Regions from separate parts of the Scylla paramamosain genome. Here region 2 is linked to region 1. A link is a contact called in public Hi-C data. All regions are on one chromosome and are shown on one strand. Each heading gives the region's core, a stretch centred on a gene start, on an enhancer-like site or on the middle of the called end of the contact. The rest is flanking DNA. Distances are from core to core; before and after follow the strand shown. Region 1 holds the start of LOC135100828 (stromal interaction molecule homolog). Region 2 overlaps LOC135100828 (stromal interaction molecule homolog).

What was found. A called contact is a pair of places that touch in the nucleus more often than the background predicts.
Region 2: a contact with region 1 is called in a Hi-C map of testis, with 4 times the contacts expected there. The contact joins the enhancer-like site here to the promoter of LOC135100828 in region 1. A contact is called at or near these places in 2 of 2 Hi-C or Micro-C datasets (muscle and testis).

The regions. Positions count from the first base shown.
Region 1 is chr5:31,087,798-31,093,186 of ASM3559412v1, reverse strand. LOC135100828 (stromal interaction molecule homolog) reads right to left here and starts at 2,869. Exons shown (of 16, transcript XM_064004238.1): 1 at 2,564-2,869. The coding sequence starts at 2,729. LOC135100830 (corrinoid adenosyltransferase MMAB-like) reads left to right here and starts at 3,731. Exons shown (of 8, transcript XM_064004245.1): 1 at 3,731-4,031. The coding sequence starts at 4,029.
Region 2 is chr5:31,161,714-31,167,102 of ASM3559412v1, reverse strand. LOC135100828 (stromal interaction molecule homolog) reads right to left here. Exons shown (of 16, transcript XM_064004238.1): 6 at 5,254-5,369. Among protein-coding and RNA genes, the nearest start is that of LOC135100833, 68 kb to the left of the region's middle. Within about 2 kb of position 2,987, the one cell type or tissue checked has an H3K27ac peak away from gene starts, as active enhancers do.

The DNA of each region.
Region 1 (5,389 bases), core at 1,620-4,119:
ATATATATATATATAATAAATACCTAAAGTAATATCAAGAGCTTCTTGTGTTTGCAAGTTAAGAATGATGCAGCATGAGCAATCTGTTCCTGTACAGCACAGCAGTGTACCTTTTACCTATACTACATGTTTCTGCATCAGCCACAAGCTTCCCTCTGGTGGTTCTCTTCATTAAAGCAGGAATCAAGGTCATGGTGACTAACTCATTGTGCACCTTTATAATGGAGAGAGAAAAGCAAGCTAGCAAAGTACAATTTATCAATGGTAATATTCAGTAATAAAGCATGTATATATGTATATTGTAGCTAGGTACTACTGTATTTTCATAGTAAACAGTGACAACTTATTTTCACAGTTGATTCAGCTTCATATTTTTCATCACTTTCAAAAACCTCTAACCATCCACTCATTGCACTTCACATAGTAATGGAAGTAAACAGATAAACAAAAATGACAGCTTGGAGATGCATTTTCTCCACTGATTTATATCTACATCTCAGAAAGCAACTATATTTACAGACTTTCACTGATTACCATAGGTGGGCTTTATCACGATAGATTATCGCAATAATGATATCATGTTATCAGTTATCCAATAATTATTTTCCCCATGTTATTGATTCATCATTATCATCAATACTTTTGGTTCCAAACTAGCAATAATCTATCATTTTTGTTTTCTGGAACGTAAGCATGAAGTCATTTTACTTAAAACCATAACTGTCACTGGTGAAGAGACAGGATATAGATTATATTTAAAGTTTTTTTCTAAGATTTTTAAAAAAGTTTTCTAAGATAAAAGATAAAAATAAAGATATGGATTTATATATTTTTTTAAAATTTAAAATATCAATATCGTTATTGCTAATAACTGAACTTTGGATTTATTGATTTATCAGTTATAGGTTATCAGGTGATAAATTTATCACCAGTTATTGATTATCGGTTATCGCCAATAAGGTTATTGTTATCGATTTATCATTTATCATGATAATTTTTTTTCATTATTGCACCCAGCTATGATGATTACTTTCTGATATGATGGTTGCAACACCACAGATTCGACATTAATATATATATATATATATATATATATATATATATATATATATATATATATATATATATATATATATATTTTTTTTTTTTTTTTTTTTTATTATTATTATTATTATTTTTATTATTATTATTATTATTATTATTTTTTTTTTTTTTTTTTTTTTTTTTTTTTTGCTATAATAGTCCTTAGTTGGGATGTACAGGTTGCCTCACAAATAATATAAAACATTATCCGAGGGGAAGAGTAAAGTTAACTGTTATAAAAGAGAGCTACTGACAAGGGAGAATGGAAGAGCACAGTTAAAGTGTAACAAAGGGGATTAGAGGGAATGGGAAGAGGGAGTGTGAAAAGGAAGGGGAATAAGAGATGGGTAAAAATGAATGAGTGTCAGGTTAAAGGAAAGACAAAAGGTATGTAAGTGTGAGGGCAGAAGGATATAAATGAAAAGCAGGAAATGTGTGTGATACAGAGGGAAAGAATGCAGACTTCTTTGTACCTTGGCTATTTCTCTGGTTCTGGCTCATTCATATCTTCTTGGTTCATTCTGGCACTTATCTTGACTGACTTTGCCTACTGTACCAAATAAACACATGAATAAACCTAATCTAGCAAAAGCAAACCAAACTTATCATGAAATCATACATAATCACTCCTAGGATACAAATAAATGTTTTGTTGGGAAGAGAAAAGCTAAATATGGTAAATGGTGTTACACTGACCAGTATTCTTAAGAACATTCTCCCACTAGCATTGTTTTCAAAGGCCAAAAGGGTAATTAATTGATTTCTTGTGAGTCTTCTTTTTCCCCTTAGATGGTATGTAATCTTTGTTAACTTACTGCTAGCATCTTTGTTAAAACTCCAATGACTTCCAATAGCATATTTAAAAAAGGTCATGATTGGATACAAAAAGTTTAGAAATACAGACCACCATGTGACCCAGAAGCCTCTACTGTTTCCTGCACCCACTTCCTCACATATGAAACAGCCATGCACCAATATCATGTGCGTCATGCAAAGTCCCCCTCCCCACACCCAACTATAAGTAATCATGCCCATAGATGTTGTGGAAATTTCCAGAATACTCACGTTTTATTTATTTATTTTTTTATTCATCAATACTGAGGCTATGTATTGCACTTTTATCATAACTACCTCATAAATGGCATTATATAAGTTGTACCTGGCAGGAAAAACACATGGATAAATATATTACAGGAGTAGAATACAAGAATAGAATCAGTGCAACTGCATTATGAAATTGCTGCCACACACACACACACACACACACACACACACACACACACACACACACACACACACACACTTAAACACATAACCAAAGAAAGATGCATGAATGAACAAAAAAATATATACATAAATTCAAGGAAAAAAGAAAAACACATACGTAATAACATAACTCGGGCAAAACATAAAAACCTTGACCCAACTCTGTAAAAATAGAAACAGATGTTTAAAAACCAGATAAGCACACGGTCCTTACCCTCCTCAGTCAGCTGGTGGATCCTGCCCCCATAGCCCCAGCTCCTGCCGCCGCTGCCGCCACCACTGCCGCCGCCACAGGTCAGCCCCGCCGTGGTCACCAGCACCACCAGACCCACGTAGTACGCCCGCAACACATGCACACTCGCTAAGTAGACCTCCATCATCTTTCTTTCTCCTCACCAAACACTCATCATGTGCCTCCCTACGCCTTATGTACAGGTCAGCTCGGTAGTCGCAGGTATCACTCGTGTAACCTTCTATACGTCTACACCTCACCGTGATTCTCGCGCGACTGAACAATAACATTGGCCACACTGACAGTTCTCTTCTTGCTAAACTTATCGAGATGCCTATAAACAAATTATTGGTTGATAAAAATAAACCTAATAAATTTCAATTTTATTTTCAGAAATTAATGTTTATATTTCTTTGTACTACATGTATTTCCTACCTAAAATATTTTATCCAGGTCATTTTAGCAGACACAGCGAGAAGGTAAACAAAAACAGTTGCTAAGTACCGCTATTGAGTTTCGAGTAGTAAAGACATTTTGAATAAATATATTCCATTTATTTTCTTTTTAAATTAAATTAATTACATCGATGAAATTGGTAAATTCAGTTGTATCGATTTATATAAAGTTCTATATTTACATTTGTTTTTTCAAGGGTATTTCTTCGTATTTGAGTGCCCCTATGCCGTATAGTAAAAAATCATACATATCGGAAAACAAAAAAAGATTGTGAAATCAGTGGCGGTACAAAATTATACTGCGTTTCAACTTATAATAAAGGAAACTATAAATGACACCACTAATGGCTGCTGATCAGACAGAAAAAGAAGTGTTAGCATTATCATCAGCTGACATTGCCAGTGTCATGTATACCACATATCAGTTTCTATATTTTATACTTTTCACGATATTTCACAATCTTTAATCATTTGTTGATGTTTGAGAGCAGAAAATTATAAGGGAGGGGTAATATCGGTGTTCAGCATCATTATTAGAAAAGACACATTTATCACAATGTAGCAGGTAACCATAGACCATATATAGACAACAAACAACCTTGAAAGAGAAGAAAGGACATTTGCAAGTAGAAGGAATATGAGGTGAAAATCCCTTTTGTTTAAGTGTTAAAGATTCTCTCTCTCTCTCTCTCTCTCTCTCTCTCTCTCTCTCTGATAATTTGGCGTTTGTCACAGGTACTTCATGAATACCGTAACGAATTGACGCATTATCTCCTTCTATGTCCACAATGGAGTGAAAGGCAGCAGTGTTTGAGGGTTACGTAAAGCAGACAGGGAGCGAGGAGACGAGGACTCGGTGACCCCAGCAGCAGTGTGGAGGGGTGCAAGGGGCCCTTATCTGCATGTCCTGCATTGATCTGCCTCCAGCATCCTGCATCACCGCACCCAGACGTCCTACAGTCACTATTATATACATGTAACCTCGGATCAGAATGGTGAGTGTGGTAAATGCTTGGTGGTGGTGACATGTTTACAGTGTTGAAGTGTTATGGTTAGATAATGAGATGTCTTACCTGGCTGCATGGCTGTATGGTGTTGCTGCTGTAGGTGTAGCACAGGTTTACAGCGCCGTGCTTCAGGTCTGATAACTGTATCTACCATAATTACCATTGTCATTACTTTGCAATAGGGGAACGTTATTAAGTGACATTATTATTTGGAAATATAGTGTGTGTGTGCGTGTAATTTACTGACATCTCACTGTCTGCCCATATAGAAAAAAGAAAAAACACAAACGCTTCTCCACTAACACAGTAGGTCACTGGTGGTATTAGGATTCATGTTAAGTAATGCCAAATTTATGTACAAAATATCCCATTCCCAGTAGTAGCAGGAGGCATAGATTTTCTCATACATAAATATAGTATTACCAAAGTTGCATGAAGTTAGAAATGCTAGTGAATGTTCCAAGTCATGCTTATGTAATGCAGGTGGAGGGAACAATTTTTTCTTGTAGATGTTGGTGTGCTTTGAATAAATTTGCCAACAATTGCCAGTTGAAACCATTAGGTTTTCCCTAACACTCCTTAACTAGGTACAACTAGTAATTTCTGGCAACCTAGCCCAAATGTTTTAACCTTGTTAAGCTAACCTTTATAACTGTGTGGGACAGTTGGGCCTTGTGGGGCATCAAACCCCATAAGACCTTAAGTTCTGCAGGCTCCCTGACAAATATTCCTCCCGAGCTTAGGTCTGAAACCTTAAAGCATGAACTATCATTGTGAGAGAAAAAATAAATATAATAATATTTTGAGAATCAGTAGTATCTTATAGAAATATTATTAGCAAAGTATCATACACACCCCCAAAACCTCCCAGAAAAAAAAAAGTTTGATCCGCCAGTGTGAAACAGGTACAATTCTGATCAAATTAAAACTCCATAAAAAATCTGCTAGTGAGAAGCACTTGACAGACATAAGATCATATAGGTAACCTGCCCTATTCTTAAAGATTAATAGTTTTTACTGTAATTGGAATGACATATATAGGGACAAGCACAGCCAGGTAAAGTTAATAAAGTTAAGGGGCATATGCTACAGTTGCACATTACCTTTGCATTCATCTCTGTCTCATTGGCCTTTGAGCCTTTTGTGGATGATATTGCTTAACCTGGGACACAAGGCCACTCCGATGTACAGGTTTCTCCAAGTAAGTGGTTATCAACCAACCCAAAGAAAGGACAAACAAGTGCATCAGCCATGCACTGACTGATCCTGCTTAGATTTAAAATGGAGCTTGCATATTTGTAGCCAAGTGTGCTAGGCAGTTACAGCCAACCAAAAATTGGTTTGGC
Region 2 (5,389 bases), core at 1,738-4,237, 74 kb before region 1:
CTTTATTAATTTGAATATCAGGTAATATGTCGCCCATAATGAATACTACTAGATCCTTCCCAAATCTTGCTTGCTTTATTTCCCTTTCTCCAAGTTTATTCTGCCCTGTCATTCTGATTTTTCTCTTTTCAAACCCAATTATACTGCATTTCTTGAAGTTAAAATCCATTCCCTATTTTTGGCTCCATTTCCAATGTTTGTCAAGATCTTGTTGCAATATTCCAGTCATTTTCTGGATTTACTTTTCTCAATAGTTTTGCATCATCAACAAAGAAACTCATATAACTGTCTATACCCTCATCCATATCGTTTATATATATATATATATATATATATATATATATATATATATATATATATATATATATATATATATATATATATATATATATATATATATATATATATATATATATATATATATATATATATATATATATATATATATATATATATATATATATATATATATATATAGCAAACATAACTGGAGCCAACACAGATCCTTGTGAAAGCCCATTAATATCTTCTCTCCAATTGGAACTCTGGTTTCTGATTATCATTCTCATTGTTCTATCATTTAAAAAATCTTTCATCCAATCTAATAGTTTTCCTTGTATCTCTCCAGTGGTTTCTACTTTTCTTATTAATTTTCTGTGTGGCACCTTACCAAAAGCTTTCTTGAGATCCAAGAAAATGTGATCAGCCCATCTATTTCTTTCCTGAATTATGTTTATTATTCTGGAGTAAATAACATTAGATTTGTGGTGCACAATCATTCTTGTCTAAATCCAAAACTATCTCGGGTTTAGTATGTTGTTTTCTTCTAGATATTTTATCCGTCTGTCCTTCATAATTTTCTCACAGATTTTGGCTATGACACTTGTTAGGGATACTGGCCTGTAATTTGTTGGGTCTTTTTTATTACTTCCTTTATATATTGGTATGATGTTGGCCTTCTTCCAGACTCCTGATATTTTACTTTCATTAAGAGAGCACTTAATTGTACTATATACTTTGCTAGTTTTTGTCTACATTCTTTTAATACCCAATTAGCAATTCTGTCTGGTCCGTGTGATTTTCTTACGTCTAGATTCTTCATTAGTTTCATTATTTCTTGTTGTATGACTTCTATTTCCCTCTTAGGAGGTAATCTTTGTGTTTGTTCACCTTTTTCATTCCAGCCATTCTCTTGTAAAAACGGCTTGAAAGTGCTCATTCATGACTTGAGCCATTTCCAAGTCTTTGTTGTACTCTACATTATGGTGACACAGTTTCTCTATTTCATGTTTGTTTTTCAGTTTTCCATTTATAAATGTATAGAAGAGTTTTGGCTGGTCTTTACACTTATCAATTATATTCTTCTTGTAGTTTCTCTTCTCTCTACACATTTGTATGTACTCATTTCTTGCATTTGTATATTTTTGCCAATTCTTTGGATGTTTTTCTTTTTCTCCATATATTCCATGCTCTATCTCTTCCTTCCTTTGCCTCACTGTACATTCTATTAAAATCACTCTTTTTATATTTGTCTTTCTATGTTTTAATATTGGTACATATTTATCACTCCTTTATTATAAATTTCCATCAGTATCTTATATTTTCTTCCACACCAGCTTCTTCCATATAAAAGTTATCCAATCTGTCTCCTGGAAGTACTTTCTGAATCCCCTATAGTCTGTTTTACTATATATTAGTCTCCTCTCTCTGTTTCTCTTTCTTTTTTGTGTTCATATCATCCTTTAGTTCAAGTTCCAGCAATATATGATAAGTTTGTCTAATGAGGTGTTTATACTTAATTTCACCCACAATCTCCGGCTCCTCATAAATATTAAGTCTAGTCTTGACAGTTCTTCATCATTTCTAAATCTGGTGTTGTCTTGAACCCACCGGGTCATAGTGTGATATATTTCCCCATGAGTTCTTGGCCCCTTCCATTGACATTTCCTCCCAGCATACCTCCTTACAGTTAAAATCCCCCATAATTACTGACCTGTTTCCTTCTTCTAGTACTGTGTTTAGTGAGAGTCTTGTATCATTTAGCATCCTAGCATAACCAAGTCCGCTCCATGACCTCGTTCTTGGTGGTACATAGTACACAACAAATTATTTATTCTTTTTTTCCATATCTATGTCCTCCACTTTTAATGTAATCACTTCAGCACTTTCCTCTCTACAAACAACTCTGGTCACTTTTAAATTTTTCCTGGTCAATTTTATGACTCCATCACCCTATTTACCATTTCCACTCAAAACACTCAAGAAAGGAAATAATATTTGTAATCATCTAACACAACAGCACCTAAGTATGCTTGTACTGTACTGGCATATCTAATCCTCAAAATATATAGCAGACTGTTTCATTTTCATATTATATGACAAACTTTCAATATATATATATATATATATATATATATATATATATATATATATATATATATATATATATATATATATATATATATATATATATATATATATATATATCACTGAAAACTTATACAACCTTAAATATTTTGTTTTGGCAAGGAAATGATATGACATAAAATGGTGTAATTACTGTACAGTAAACCCTTGATAAACCAAACTAATTGGGGGGAGATGCCTGATGGTTTATCAGAAAATTTGGTTTATAAGATGGCTGGAATAGCACCTTATAAGCCAACTGAGGGTCGATTTATACAGTGAAGCATTCAGTAACGTGTGTTTAAAATGAGTGGCTTCTTTTCATGCGTGTTTTTATGGTAGATCTTTAGTGATACAGTGCTTAATTAATGTACTGTAATATAAATAATAAGGTAGATCAAATAAAAGTATTTCTGACTGTGCTGCACTCACCAAACAAGGAAGGGATACTGTGTTGCTGTGTTGGGAAGTGTTGCTATGAGATGAAAGGGGAGGAAGCCAAGTGATGCACATACCACCACACTACACCACACTACACCAGATAACCAGCCACACACTGAGCTATGTTTGGTCAGCCCAGTCCAGGACCACACCAGTGTTCGGCATACCCAAGGGATAGACACATCATCACCGATGTGTTAGGTCAGCTTTCAAACTCATCTGATAAACTGAACACGTGGTCAGTTTACCAAGGAAAGTTCAGTTGGCACAAAGGGGTCAGTTTATCAGAAATTCAGTTTAATGACGTTCGGTTTATCAAGGGTTTACTATAATTACAAAATATTCTTTTTAATGACTAGAACTACATACAATACACTACATTAAATCAGTCTATCAGTCTTTGTATGTACTTCTATCATCTCAACATATTATGTCAAAATGTATGACTAGTAATACTGTACTATATAAAAATATATCAATATTTATGTGTACCTACTAGTGCTGTACATACTTACACAAAATATACTAGTGTGTCTAGCATCACACACTACAATAGTTCAAGTATTGTAAGTATTTGCAAGTTCCCTCACCATGATTATTGCTTTGAGGTTGCACTGTACTTGTTCCATGCACTGGCATTGTTAATGTCAGCAGTGAGTATGGGTGCCATCAAGAGAAATAAAGAAAAGTTTCACACATTCATGTATAAACACACACACACACACACACGCACACACACACACACACACACACACACACACACACACATTAATATTCAAAGACATTTTTATATATGAAGTATAATATCTGAGAAAACAATAATAAAATCTTATAAATAAAGTTTCTTAGCTAAACTACATAAGTGCCTAAGAACAGTGTACACACTCTGAGAAGCTTTTTAACAAGACATTGAGAAGCAGTACAATCCACATAAAAATGCATCCAGTGTATTTCAGCCATATAAATAAATATACAATGATAATACACAATTGTTATGAATCCAACACACACTTCTCACAAACATGCCTGATTGAAAACACCCAATTTCCATACATGTTTTCAAAATGAAAGAAGTGATACAGAGGAGAAACACTTGCTTGAAGACATGTTTACCCAAGTCATCTAATATGTAGTGGTATGGCACTAGTGATCATGATTACAAGTGCCAATTATACGAGTATATATGACGGGAAGTTGTAAACAAAATTACAATTTATAAAGAACCCTCTCCTTTGTATTATATTAAAATATTTTTAATCTTCTGAACACTTCCATTGTAATATGGCATTAAAAGTTAGTTATTTCAAAATGAGGTTGAAGAATTTAATATTTCTCATTATTGTTGACTGCCCAGAATTCTGCCAAACATATGCAGTATCCGTTAGATTGAATAATGGTCATAACAAATTCCCTATATATATCTTGTGATGTATAGTCAAACTCATCTGTAATTTTTTTCCAATTCTGAAGTAATTATGACTAAAATTTTCTTATGCAACTGAAATTAAATATGAATTATGATAATTCAGTGCCCAATTATATAAACCAAAAATGCCTGCCAGGTTTGCCATCCAATCAGTAGACAAGTGCAGCATCAGAAGTGATCACTTTACTAGAGAATCTTCCTCCTCTGTTTCTCTTGTTGCCTTTATATATTCTTTCAACTGTAATTTGGAAACTGGGAGAATTTCAACATCTTCTCAAGCAAGCACAAGTACATTCCCCTCCATTTACAAGTTGTCATTTAAATTATACTTACCATGAATCATGAAGACATCAGCCATATGCAAGAAGAAAAATCTGAATGTTTAAATAATTTCCATAAAACTTGTACACTGCTTAGGCACCAGTCTTGGTAACTCAGTTATTATACTTCTCTGGTGTAAAAAAAAAAAAAAATTCACCAAAACTGTTAAGCACAAAAAAAAAACATTCAGATCCCAAACCAGCTTCATTAAATATTATAAACATATAAAGGAAAGTAAAGGTAAAGACTAAATATATCAACAGTGGCAAAATTATAAGTTAATTTAAAAAAAAACAATCATGTGTCAGAAAATATCGTGCCATGCTTTTACTCTGGCAACATAATCTATATATATATGTATAAAAAAATAAATAAATAAAAAAATCATTTAGACTAGAAAATAGATAAAATCAAAATTATGGGTTTTCCATATTTTGGGAATGATAATGAATTCCAAGTGGATACAAGTTGTCACTATAATAACCAATATGATCTCTATAATCATACACTGCTTTTAAAACTTGAACAAAATTAATATGGCTTTAAAAGTTACTTTGTATATGAAGAACCCATTCAAAATTTAACACTTCAAGGTAGCAAAAATGAAAATCAAACTCTTTGCAAACACAGTCCAACTTCTTATTAAAACAAATACTAACCTTTGGGAGGACCAAAGAGAACAACATCCATGGCTTTGATAGTTATCTTGGATCGGTGCTTGGGGTCTTTGATGCCTAGAACTTTGGTCAAGAATTGCTCATTGTTGGCAGCAAGTCTGAAAAATAATCCAGTCAT